Linked DNA regions of Ovis aries: region 1 is linked to region 2. The links are chromatin contacts, called in public Hi-C maps. All regions are on one chromosome and are shown on one strand. The core of a region is the stretch at or near the end of the contact, and the rest is flanking DNA. Distances in the headings are between cores, read along the strand shown. Region 1 overlaps IL1R1 (interleukin 1 receptor type 1). Region 2 has its middle 33 kb from the start of IL1RL2.

Region 1 (5,117 bases), core at 1,257-3,756, 180 kb after region 2:
ACCATTTCTTAAAACCCTTGGTTAATTTAGTAAAAGCTGAGATGCCAAGCAAGTCCCTGGTGCACGAGTTTTGTTCCTGGGAGGGTAGAGGGTGCTTCTGTGGAATGTCTGTGCCTCCAGGTTCAGGCAGAGCACCTGTCGCTTGTCACACACCCAGGAATTCAGGGCTGGACAAGAGAGTGCCATATCCTGGGTACCAGCCTGCCACTGTCTCATAAATAAAACAACATCCCCCAGCGCTCACACAGAGGGACTGGGTCTGCCTAATGTCACACAAGTGAACACTTGTGGTCTGGGAGGTAAGGCTGTGAACACTTGTGGTCTGGGAGGTAAGGCTGTGAACACTTGTGGTCTGGGAGGTAAGGCTGTGCACACGCGGGCACCATCTCCCCAGCCTGTGACTGGCAAGTTCAGAATGGAATCCAAGCTCCTCATCATGGCCCCACCACTGTCTGCACCACCGTGATCTGGCCCCTGCCTCTGTCTCTAAGCTCCCTCCCACTCACTCAGCCCCCACATACTGAGCTTCCTCTTCCCTCCAAGGGGCTCAAATCGTGCTGCCCCCCTGCCTCAGACCTCACCCCTCCTCACAAGGACACCCCCTCACCAGGTGACTCACACCCAGCCCCTCGCCACTGTCTCAGCAGCCGTCTGTGTCTTTCGTGTTTATCACACCCTCAACTCAGGCTACTGCCTGGCCCCTCCGTGTGATCCTCGAAGGCTGCTACCAGACTGCTCTGCCCTACCGTGCTGCCCCATGGGTAGACACCCACAAGGCATAAAAACCAACTGCGGTGATCACAGCTGGTTTTGAAACAACCTCAATGCCACTGCACACATATTAGAATGACCAGTGGCAACTTGCTCCAGCAGTCTTGCCTGGGAAATCCCATGGACAGAGGAGCCTGGTGGGCTACAGTCCATGGAGTCCCAAAAGGGTCGGATGCAATCTATCAGCTAAACAGCAAAGCGACCAAAATCCACAACACTGACAGCAGATCCCATGAGGGACGTGCAGCAACAGAAATTCTCAGTCACAGCTGGTGAGAAGGCAGAAAGTGCCACCGCTGTGGGAGACAGTCTGACAGTTCCTTATAAAACTAAACAAACTCTTACTGTAGGATCCTACAGTCACTCTCCTTGATGTTTATCCAAAGGGGCTGAAAACTTACATCCACACAAACACCTGCACGTGGACGCTTAATAGATGCTTTATTAATAATTGTCAAAACTTGCTAGCAGCCCAGATACCATTCAGGGCGTGAATGGATAATTTAAGTGTGGTCCATTTAGATGATGGAATGTTATTCAGTGCTGAAGAGAAATGAGCTCTCAAGCTATGAAGAGACATGAAGAAATCTTCAGTGCAAAATCCTAAGTGAAAGAAGTCAGTCTGAAAAGACTACATAACATTTACATTCTGAAGAGGCAAAAGAGTGAAAACAGTGTTGGTCACTCCGTCGTGTCCGACTTTTTGCAACCCGTGAGCTTTGACTCATCAGTCTCTTCTCTCCTTGAAAGTCACCAGACAGGAAAACTGGAGAGGGTTGCCACGGCCTTCTCCAGGAGAGCTGCCCAACTCACGAATCAAACCTGGGGCTCCTGCATTGCAGGCAGGTTTTTCACCTTCTGAGCAACCATGGAAGCCCAAAACTATGGAGGCAGTAAAAACTTAAGTGGTTGCCAGGGGCTGGAAGGAGAGATGAACAGGTGAAGCACAGTGAAATACCCTGTGTGACACTGTAATGATGGGTACATGTCATCCTACATTTGCCTAAACACACAGAATATACAACACCTAGAGTGAGTCTTAAGGCAGACTGTGGACTTCCGGTGATGACGGTGTGTTAGCGTAGGTTCATCAGTTGTAAGGAATGAACCACCCTGGGAAGGGAGGGAGCAGGTTATACACACGTGGGGGCAAGGGTTATATGGGAAATCTCTTTACCTGCCCCTCAATTTTGCTGTGAACTTACAAGTGCTTTCAAAAAATAGTCTAGGGATTTCCCTGGCAGTCTAGTGGTTAAGACTTCACCTTCCAATGCAGGGTGTATGGGTTTGATCCCTGGCCAGGGAGTTAAGATCCCATATGCCTTGTGGCCAAAAACCCAAAAGGTAAAATAGAAGCAACATTTTTAACAAATTCAATGAAGACTTAAAACATGGCCCACATCCAAAAAAAAAAAAAAAAGAAAGAAAGAAAGAAATCTTTAAAAATATAAAGTCTAAAAATCCTCAGTTATATAAGGTATGAAAAATTTAAAAACAACAAAAACACCCACCAGCTTGCTAGCATACCTATTTTGGTAGGCACATGAGGAAATACTCTCTCAAACATTCCTGGCAGGGCTGTTAATTGTTACAACCTGTTGTAACAGGTGGGAAATCTTGACATATACATCAAATCACAAACACACTCAGCCTTTGACCTGGCAGTTCCACTTCTAGGAATGCAGCCAACAAATACTCTTGCTAGCACTTCTGCAAAATGACAGAGGCATGGCTATTTGCTACTCATTGCAACATCAGTTGTAACAGCAAAAGACTGCAAACAACTTGAGTCAGCAAAAGGTTAAAAGGAAGCTTTTTCTGATGCAGATATAGACCCAAGCACAGAAGAGCGTGGGCTCCCTGGTGGCTCAGTGGAAAGGAATCTGCCTGCCAATGCAAGAGACCTGGGTCAGGATGATCCCCTGGAGGAGGGCATGGCAACCCATTCTGGTATTCTTTCCTGGAGAAGCTCATAGACAAATGAGCCTGGTGGGCTATAGTCCATAGCATCGAAAAGAGTCAGACATGACTGAAGCAACTTAGCGTGCACCAACGCACAGAAGAGTGTATGTCCTTAGTGTGTGATGGTTAGCTTTCTGTGTCAACTGAAACCTCCAAATAGCTGGTGTGTCTGTGAGGGTGTTTCTGAAAGAGATTACCACCTGAATTGGTGAGCGGAGTACAGCAAATAGCCCCCGTTCCAGAGTGGGTGGGCTTCCTCCAATCCCTTGGGGACCTAAATAGAGCAAAAAGGCACAGGAAGACTGATTTAACTTCGCCTGAAAACTTGATCAAGGACGTCCATCTTCTGCACTTGGCAATTCTGATTCTCAAGCCTTTGGACTGGACGGGAGTCTACACCATTGCTCTCTGGCCTTCTAACTATACCATCTGCTTTCCTGGGTCTCCTCAAGCCTCCATAATAGCATGAGCCAATCCATACCTTATTATAAGAATCTTCCTGGCTGGGGGAAAGGGATAGTTAGGGAGCATGAGATGGATGTGTACACACTGCTCTGTTTAAAATGGATAACCAACAAGGACCTACTGTGTAGCACAGGGAACTTTGCTCAGTGTTACCTGGCAGCCTGGATGGGAGGGAAGTTTGCGGGAGAATGGATACATATATATGTATGGCTGAGTCCCTTGGCTGTTCACTTGAAACTATCACAAAATAGTTAGCCAGCTATTAGTTGTTAAGTCGTGTCCGACTCTTTTGCGACTCCATGGACTGTATGCCACCAAGCTCCATGGGTTTTCATAGGCGAAGATACTGGAGTGGGTTGCCATTTCCTTCTCCAGGGGATCTTCCCAACCCAGAGAAGGAACCCACATCTCCTGCATTGTCAGGAGGATTCCTTACCACTGAGCCACTGGAGAAGCCCATTAATCACTTATATTCAAATACAAAATAAAAAGTTAAAAAAGGAAAAAACTCTTCATAGATAGATATAGACAGACACGTATATAACAGGAGACTGAAACAGCTATATCAATATCTACATATTAATACATCTACGTACATATCAATCCCCCACTGGCTCTCCAAAGAGAGAACTCTGACAGATACAGCAAGAAAGAGGTGGAAGAGACTAGTAGCAGTCACCTATTGATGAGAAAGAGGGAAAGACTTGGTTGAATAACCTTTTTAAAGCCTTTTAAATTGTGTGCTATTTGTTCAAAAGCACATGAACCACGTGTTTTCATTCATCATCCCTTGAGTCCAGCAGCCCGTGAACTCTAGAGTGAGGCTGTGTCATGAACCCCAGGCGTGCGCTAACTGCTGATGTGACTTCAGGCAAATCACATCTCTGCACTTCCATTTCTTAATCTGCAAAGTAAGATGATAATAAAGACTCCCTCATACAGAAGGCACTCAGAACCGGGGGTCCCACATTAAGGAAGTGCTCTACTGGTTATTTGCCATCATTATTACTTATCCACTATGAGTGTCAAACCATTGCTGAGCATGTACTTGACCCTGATTTGAACAGCCGACCACTGAGGTCAGAGTGAAATCCTGTACCCCTTGTAAAGCCTTCCATACTTGTGGCAAGTCCATGGGACTTGCACTCACTAAAGGCACCATCTCCATTTTCCTGGATCTACCCCTGGTTGGAATTCATCCGCTTCACACCCATTCAGAGCTTTAAAGTTGTACTCAGTAGAACAGAAACCAACCCACATTTAACAAAGAAAACAGTCAGTGCACCCCAGGAAAAAAGCTCCACTTTTGAAAATGCTCCATAATTCCTCTTGAGGGGATATTCATTTCCCTGGGAAGTTGGGTTAAAATGTTCCTAGCTTGCTTTCGCTGACTCATTCAAAAAATGTTTATGCCCCCCCCTCAAAGGGTGTCAGACCCTAAACCAGGTCCTGGAAAGAGAGGAACACATAAAACCAGGCTCTGCCTTTGAAAAGTTCTGACTGGGGATCAGAGCAGAGCAAGTGGATGGTGACCATGGGATACGAGAAAACTAGCATGTGACCCCATACGCAGATAAGCAAGCAATAAGACAAATCCATCTTCAAACTATGTCCCTGTGCCGCTGAATCTAAGAACAAAGAAATATGTTGAAATACATACATGTTTTCAAGTTTAGAACTATTTCGACAACACCAAAATTTCAGCACGCAGCTCTCTGAAAACTAGACACTTCATAAGGCGAGGCTATATATGAACTTCATATTATAACAACGGTGATAGTACCATTTGGTATTTTTACTTTTTTTCTTTTTAAAGAACATTCCTCTAGCCTTTCCCTTTATGTCCCCAGTTCAATCACGTGGTGGGGTGGACAGCCAGTCCTTATCTCTAAATTTAATAGAGAAAAAGGAGATAAAAA
Region 2 (5,219 bases), core at 1,268-3,767:
TATGTCCATGATATGCTGGCATGCTGATATATTAGTCTGTTATTGGGGAACAATTAGGTACAGATTGTGAGATCAGATCTATGTAAATATTCATATATACACAAAAATATTAGTAAACATTTTTAATACTTTCATGTTTTTACAAATGTTTCCAATGGGCAAATAATCAGGAAAAGGAAAAGCTCTTTATATTTTTGAAAATAAAAGAAAACCACACGCCTTTTCCCTTAGCTAGAAAAACAAATCTTTTTCTTTTTTCATAGGCAAATTTGCTCAAGTGTCTGAGAGATAGTTGTTTTTTTTAAAATCTCCTTTTAACCTACTGGAATGTTCAAACTTATTTTGGAGAAAAGTTCACATATATACAAAAATAGAGAGAATAATACCATGGGCCCCGATGAACATCGTTCACAGTCATCTTTTTTCACCCATTCTCTAAAGGGTTCCTCCTCTCTCTATGCTGAATTATTTTGAGGCTAATCTCTGACATCCTAGTATTTCATCCATAAATGCTTCGTTATATCCCATCCAAAATGCAAGGACTCTTTTGGAAACATAACGATACTATTATTATCACATCAAGACACTTAAGGGCAAAGCTACAGTATCATTAAACACTTAGTGATGCATTTCCCTAGGCCCATTTCTTGCAACTGCTTACTCCTGGGTGACCTCTTATATCCTTAACTTCTTCATTTTTAATGTGGAGAAAATATAAGGTCACTGACAGTAGTAAATGAGAGATTATATTGAAGAGGTTAGTGTAGGAGTCTGGCACATTGTAAGCGTCCTGAACTTGTAGCGACAGGTGACTTGCCATGTTCCCCACTTTCTCTTCTAGGCATTTGCCCTTATTTTATGAATTTCCTATTCATATCTTCTGGCCCTTTTTCTAGTGGGCATTAAGAATAGCAATCCTTATCTTTCTTATTCTTGCTCACATTTTTTTCAGTTTATTCTATGCTTTTCTATTTTACTTACAATTATGGGGGAAAATACGTCCTTCCTTTCCTTTATTTGGATCCAATATAATATATATCTATATTTTTTCAGTGTTTTATGTTTTTACATTTTTTTATTTGGTTCATATAAACTTTGAGAGTCACTCACTAAATGAGCCCCATAATCTATTTTCACTAAAAAAGCAAAAATATTGGGTTGGTCAAAAGCTCACTCATGTTTTTCCCTGTAAGATGTTATGTAAAACATCGAACAAATGTCTTGGCCAACCCGTTATAATCACTCTCTGAATTCATGAGCTTATTTTTTATATATGTAAAATCAGGTTTTTCATAAGGTGGAACTACTCTGAACTCAGTTATATACATTAGTCTTGGGTAAACTATATTCACAGTAATACTGATTAGCAGTTGTGTGTAGGACTTCCAGCCCTTTCCACATATTGCACTTAATATTTACTACTCTCTATCAAGAAAGTATTACTGTTACCTGGATTCTAGAGATGGCTCACTGGGCTAATGGAACAGCGAGACTAGCCACCCGGAACCCAGGTTCTCTGCCTCCCAAGCCCCTCTAACACCAGACCAAGGCTCCTTCCTCACTTGCAAAGTGGAAATCCTTAGGGTGCCTCCTCGCAGCGCTGATGATGAGCCATTATGTACAGAGCATGTAGAAAAATGTCTGAAATGTTGTGAGCGCTCCGTAAATGTTACTTATCGCTGTTATCATTAGTGTGGCAACAAAATTAATAACTGTGAAATAACAGTTATAGTAAAAATGACATCACAGTAAAAATAATATGAAGTATCACTGGTGTTGTTCAGTCACTGAGTCGTGTCCGACTCTCTTGTGACCCCGTAGACTGTAGCCCACCAGGCTCCTCTGTCCACGGGATTTCCCAGGCAAGAACACTGGAGTGGGGTGCCATGCCCTCTCCAGGGGATCTCTCTGACCCAGAGATGGAACCTGCGCCTTATGCATTGCCAGCTGAGCTACCAGGGAAGCCCATGAATTACTGCAACAATGTAAGAATGATAAAAGCCAGCGCTCACTGAGGTCTCACTAGGCACCAGTTTTACTGGCTGATTGTCCTGCAATATTGATACTTGGTTTTTTTTTGTTTTTGTTTTTTTTTACAGAGGAAGAAACTAAAGCAGAATACTGCCTTGAGGGACTAAGAAGTCAGATTTAGCAGATGAACTCAGTAGGTGCGGAGTGTGGTTGGAACCCAGGCAGTATGCGGCGGGGCAATCTTTCAGGAATCACCACCTCAGACCCCTGCCTTGTGGGCATGAAAGCGCAGCCTCCTGGTCCCCATCACAACTCGTGGACAGAGGGCTGCAGGCTTGAAAGCCCGAGGGTTAGAAACTCAGTGGCAGGCTTAGAAAATGGCCCTCTCTCAACCTTTCCCACAGCCTAAGAAGGAGGAGACAAAATGGCCTTAAGGTGGAGACCCCGACAGGCTGCGCGGGCACCTGCGAGGGTAAGGATGCTGCGTTCTCAGTCCGGGATGCTGCAGGCTCCCAAACAAGGGGCGCGTTCACTCGGATTCGCCAGCAGAGGGCGCAGTAGCGCCGCGGGGAGATCTTTGATGGCTCCAAGCTGGGGCGTTAACCTCGGTTCCCCCTGTCTCAAGAGAGGAAATGCTTTTCTCTTTCACAAGATCCTTCACCCACGGGGCTACTTTCTTTCCCTCTTGATGTCATCCTGTTACACAGGCAGGAAGTCCTGTTGGCTCAAGACTTGGCTACAGGGAAGACTTCCGCCGCCCTGCGGTCACAGAAGAACAAAGCACTTTGACCCAGAAGTTATGCAACCCAAGAGGAGCCAGACTCACCACTTGATACAGCCTGTTGATGGGGGTGAAAGGGGAGCGTGAAAAGGCTGGCTTAAAACTCAACAGTCAAAAACTGAAGATCATGGCATCCAGTCCCATAACTTCATGGCAAATAGGGGGGAAAGGTGGAAACAGGGACAGATTTTACTTTTTTTAGTCCCCAGAATCTCTGCGGACAATGGTTGAAAAGTGAAAGTGTTAGCTGCTCAGTCAGGTCTGACTCTTTGTGGCCCCATGAACGGTAGCCTTGCCAGGCTCCTCTGTCCATAGGCTTCCCCAGGCAAGAATACTGCAGTGGGTTGCCATGCCCTGACCCAGGGAACAAACTCGCACCTCCTGCATTGGCAGGCAAATTCTTCACTGTCTGAGCCACCAGAAAAGCCTTGTGGATGGTGACTGCAGCCATGAAATTAAACGTCACTCGCTCCTTGGAAGAAAAGCTATAGTAAACCTTGACAATGTATTAGAAAGCAGAGGTGTGACTTTGCCAACAAAGGTCCGTATAGTCAAAGCTGTGGTGTTTCCAGTAGTCATGTATGGATGTGAGTTAGATTATAAGGAAGGCTGAGCACCGAAGAATTGATGCTTTAGAACTGCGATACTGGAGAAGACTCTTGAGAGTCCCTTGGACAGCAAGATCAAATCAGTCAATCCTAAAGGAAACCAACCCTGAATATTCATTGGAAGGACTGATGCTGAAGCTTCAGTACTTTGGCCACCTGATACAAAGAGCTAACTCACTGGAAAAGACCCTGATGCTGGGAAAGATTGAGGGCAGGTAGGGGATGAGAGAGGATGAGATGGTTGGATGGTATCACTGAATCAATGGTCATGAGATTGAGCAAGCTCTGGGAGATAGTGACGGACAGGGAAGCCTGGTGTGCTGCAGTCCGTGAGGTCACAGAGTCAGGCACAACTGAGTGACTGAACAACACAGTATTTCATTGTGGACAGAGGAGGTCAGGGGTACACAGTCTTCAGGCACAGGCTTTGAGTCCACTGGGACCGCTGGCTCTCACCCCATCCAGCTCTCCTCTGTGGCAGAGCTCAGGTGGGTCTAAGAATGCCACCCCAGCACCTCCTGCATCAGGAAACTGGAGGCAGGCAGGGAAGAGGAGACAGAGCAAACCACAGCAGGAGACGCCCCTTGAAACATTTTAGTGCCACCGTTTCAGCTGACGCGAGTGCAGCCCTGTTCCCCACGGCCCCATTCTGCACCTGCATTCAGAAAAGATGCGCTTTCTGCTCTTCCCAGGGGCTGGGAGGTGGGGGCTGGGCAGCCTCCTGGTAAAGACAAGAAAACCACCTGAGGGCCAGTCCTCTGATGAGTCTCCCTGTGGATTCCATTCTCCTGCTCACCCTTCTCCTTCAGTAAAGTCCTGAGGTCCTTGCAGACCAACATCTGCTGTGCTCCTCGGAACAGTCAGATCAGAGTGTCAGAGGTGGGGCATGGCAGTTGTTGTTAATAAGACAGCCTCTGATCAAGACAGCTTAAAATGCAAACCTTCCCAAAGCAGTCGAGAAAGGTGGGAAAACTAAACAACCATGTGCCATATTAAAGCAGCTTGTTTATATCCTGCCAGAGAAGCAAAAAGCTAATTTTTGTGTTTTGTCAGACTGTTCCTGAAAGGCGTGGTGTGGGTCTGACTGCTCGATGCCCAAAAGCCAATAAACAGGCCAAGTTGGTGGAAAGGAAAGTTTGCTTTATTTCAGATGCCAGCAACTTGGGGCTAAGGGCAGACATCTGTCTGAAAGCCAACTCCCCCCGCAGAACTTTTATAGGCTGGGGTTGGGGATACATGCAGAACAGCAGAGTCAGCTTGACACTCATCTTCAGATTGTCACTGGTGGCCTCACCAGTGTCTTCTTGACTGTTTTAGGTGAAGTTAATCTTCAGTTCCAGGGTCCATTTGTTCCCATTTCTCTGAGGCCAGTTCTTGGATTTGTGGCAGCTTATGTCCTCTGTACAATCTTTTCTTCATGTAGTTAACTTCTCCCATCTGGTGTTTTAGTATCTATAAGACAGCTCACAGGATACAGCCGAGAATATTATCCATAGCCCTTGACAAGAAACTAAAGGTCCTTGACTGTGCTTAATGACTGCCTCATTATTCACTCTCCTCTGACTGTTTCCCTTTGTTTCTGCGTTTCTCATTTCTCTGATTAAACTTATTCTTTGACTAAAGTTTTCCAAGGACAGAGGGGAGGCAGAGGACCTGCTGGGGGAAGGACCATAAGGTCCTGCTCTGTTTCAAGAGTTTGAGTCAATGGTAGACCACAACCAACAGATTATTTACGGAAAAGCAGACACATTCCTGAAAAATCTACCTAAACAGATTGGCAAATGTGCAGGTTTCGGAATCTGTGTTTCCCTTTACAACTCACAGGCATGAACTGCACTGGCTTTCTCAATTTTGTGGAT

What was found. A called contact is a pair of places that touch in the nucleus more often than the background predicts.
Region 1: a contact with region 2 is called in a Hi-C map of skin fibroblasts, with 5 times the contacts expected there. The contact joins two enhancer-like sites. A contact is called at or near these places in 2 of 16 Hi-C or Micro-C datasets (skin fibroblasts and tail adipose tissue).

Annotation. Positions count from the first base shown.
Region 1 is chr3:99,626,090-99,631,206 of ARS-UI_Ramb_v3.0, forward strand. All of the region lies in intron 1 of IL1R1 (interleukin 1 receptor type 1), which reads right to left. Among named protein-coding and RNA genes, the nearest start is that of IL1R1, 13 kb to the right of the region's middle. Within about 2 kb of position 2,507, at least 12 of the 54 cell types and tissues checked have an H3K27ac peak or open chromatin away from gene starts, as enhancers often do.
Region 2 is chr3:99,446,159-99,451,377 of ARS-UI_Ramb_v3.0, forward strand. No RefSeq gene overlaps it. Among named protein-coding and RNA genes, the nearest start is that of IL1RL2, 33 kb to the right of the region's middle. Within about 2 kb of position 2,518, at least 18 of the 54 cell types and tissues checked have an H3K27ac peak or open chromatin away from gene starts, as enhancers often do.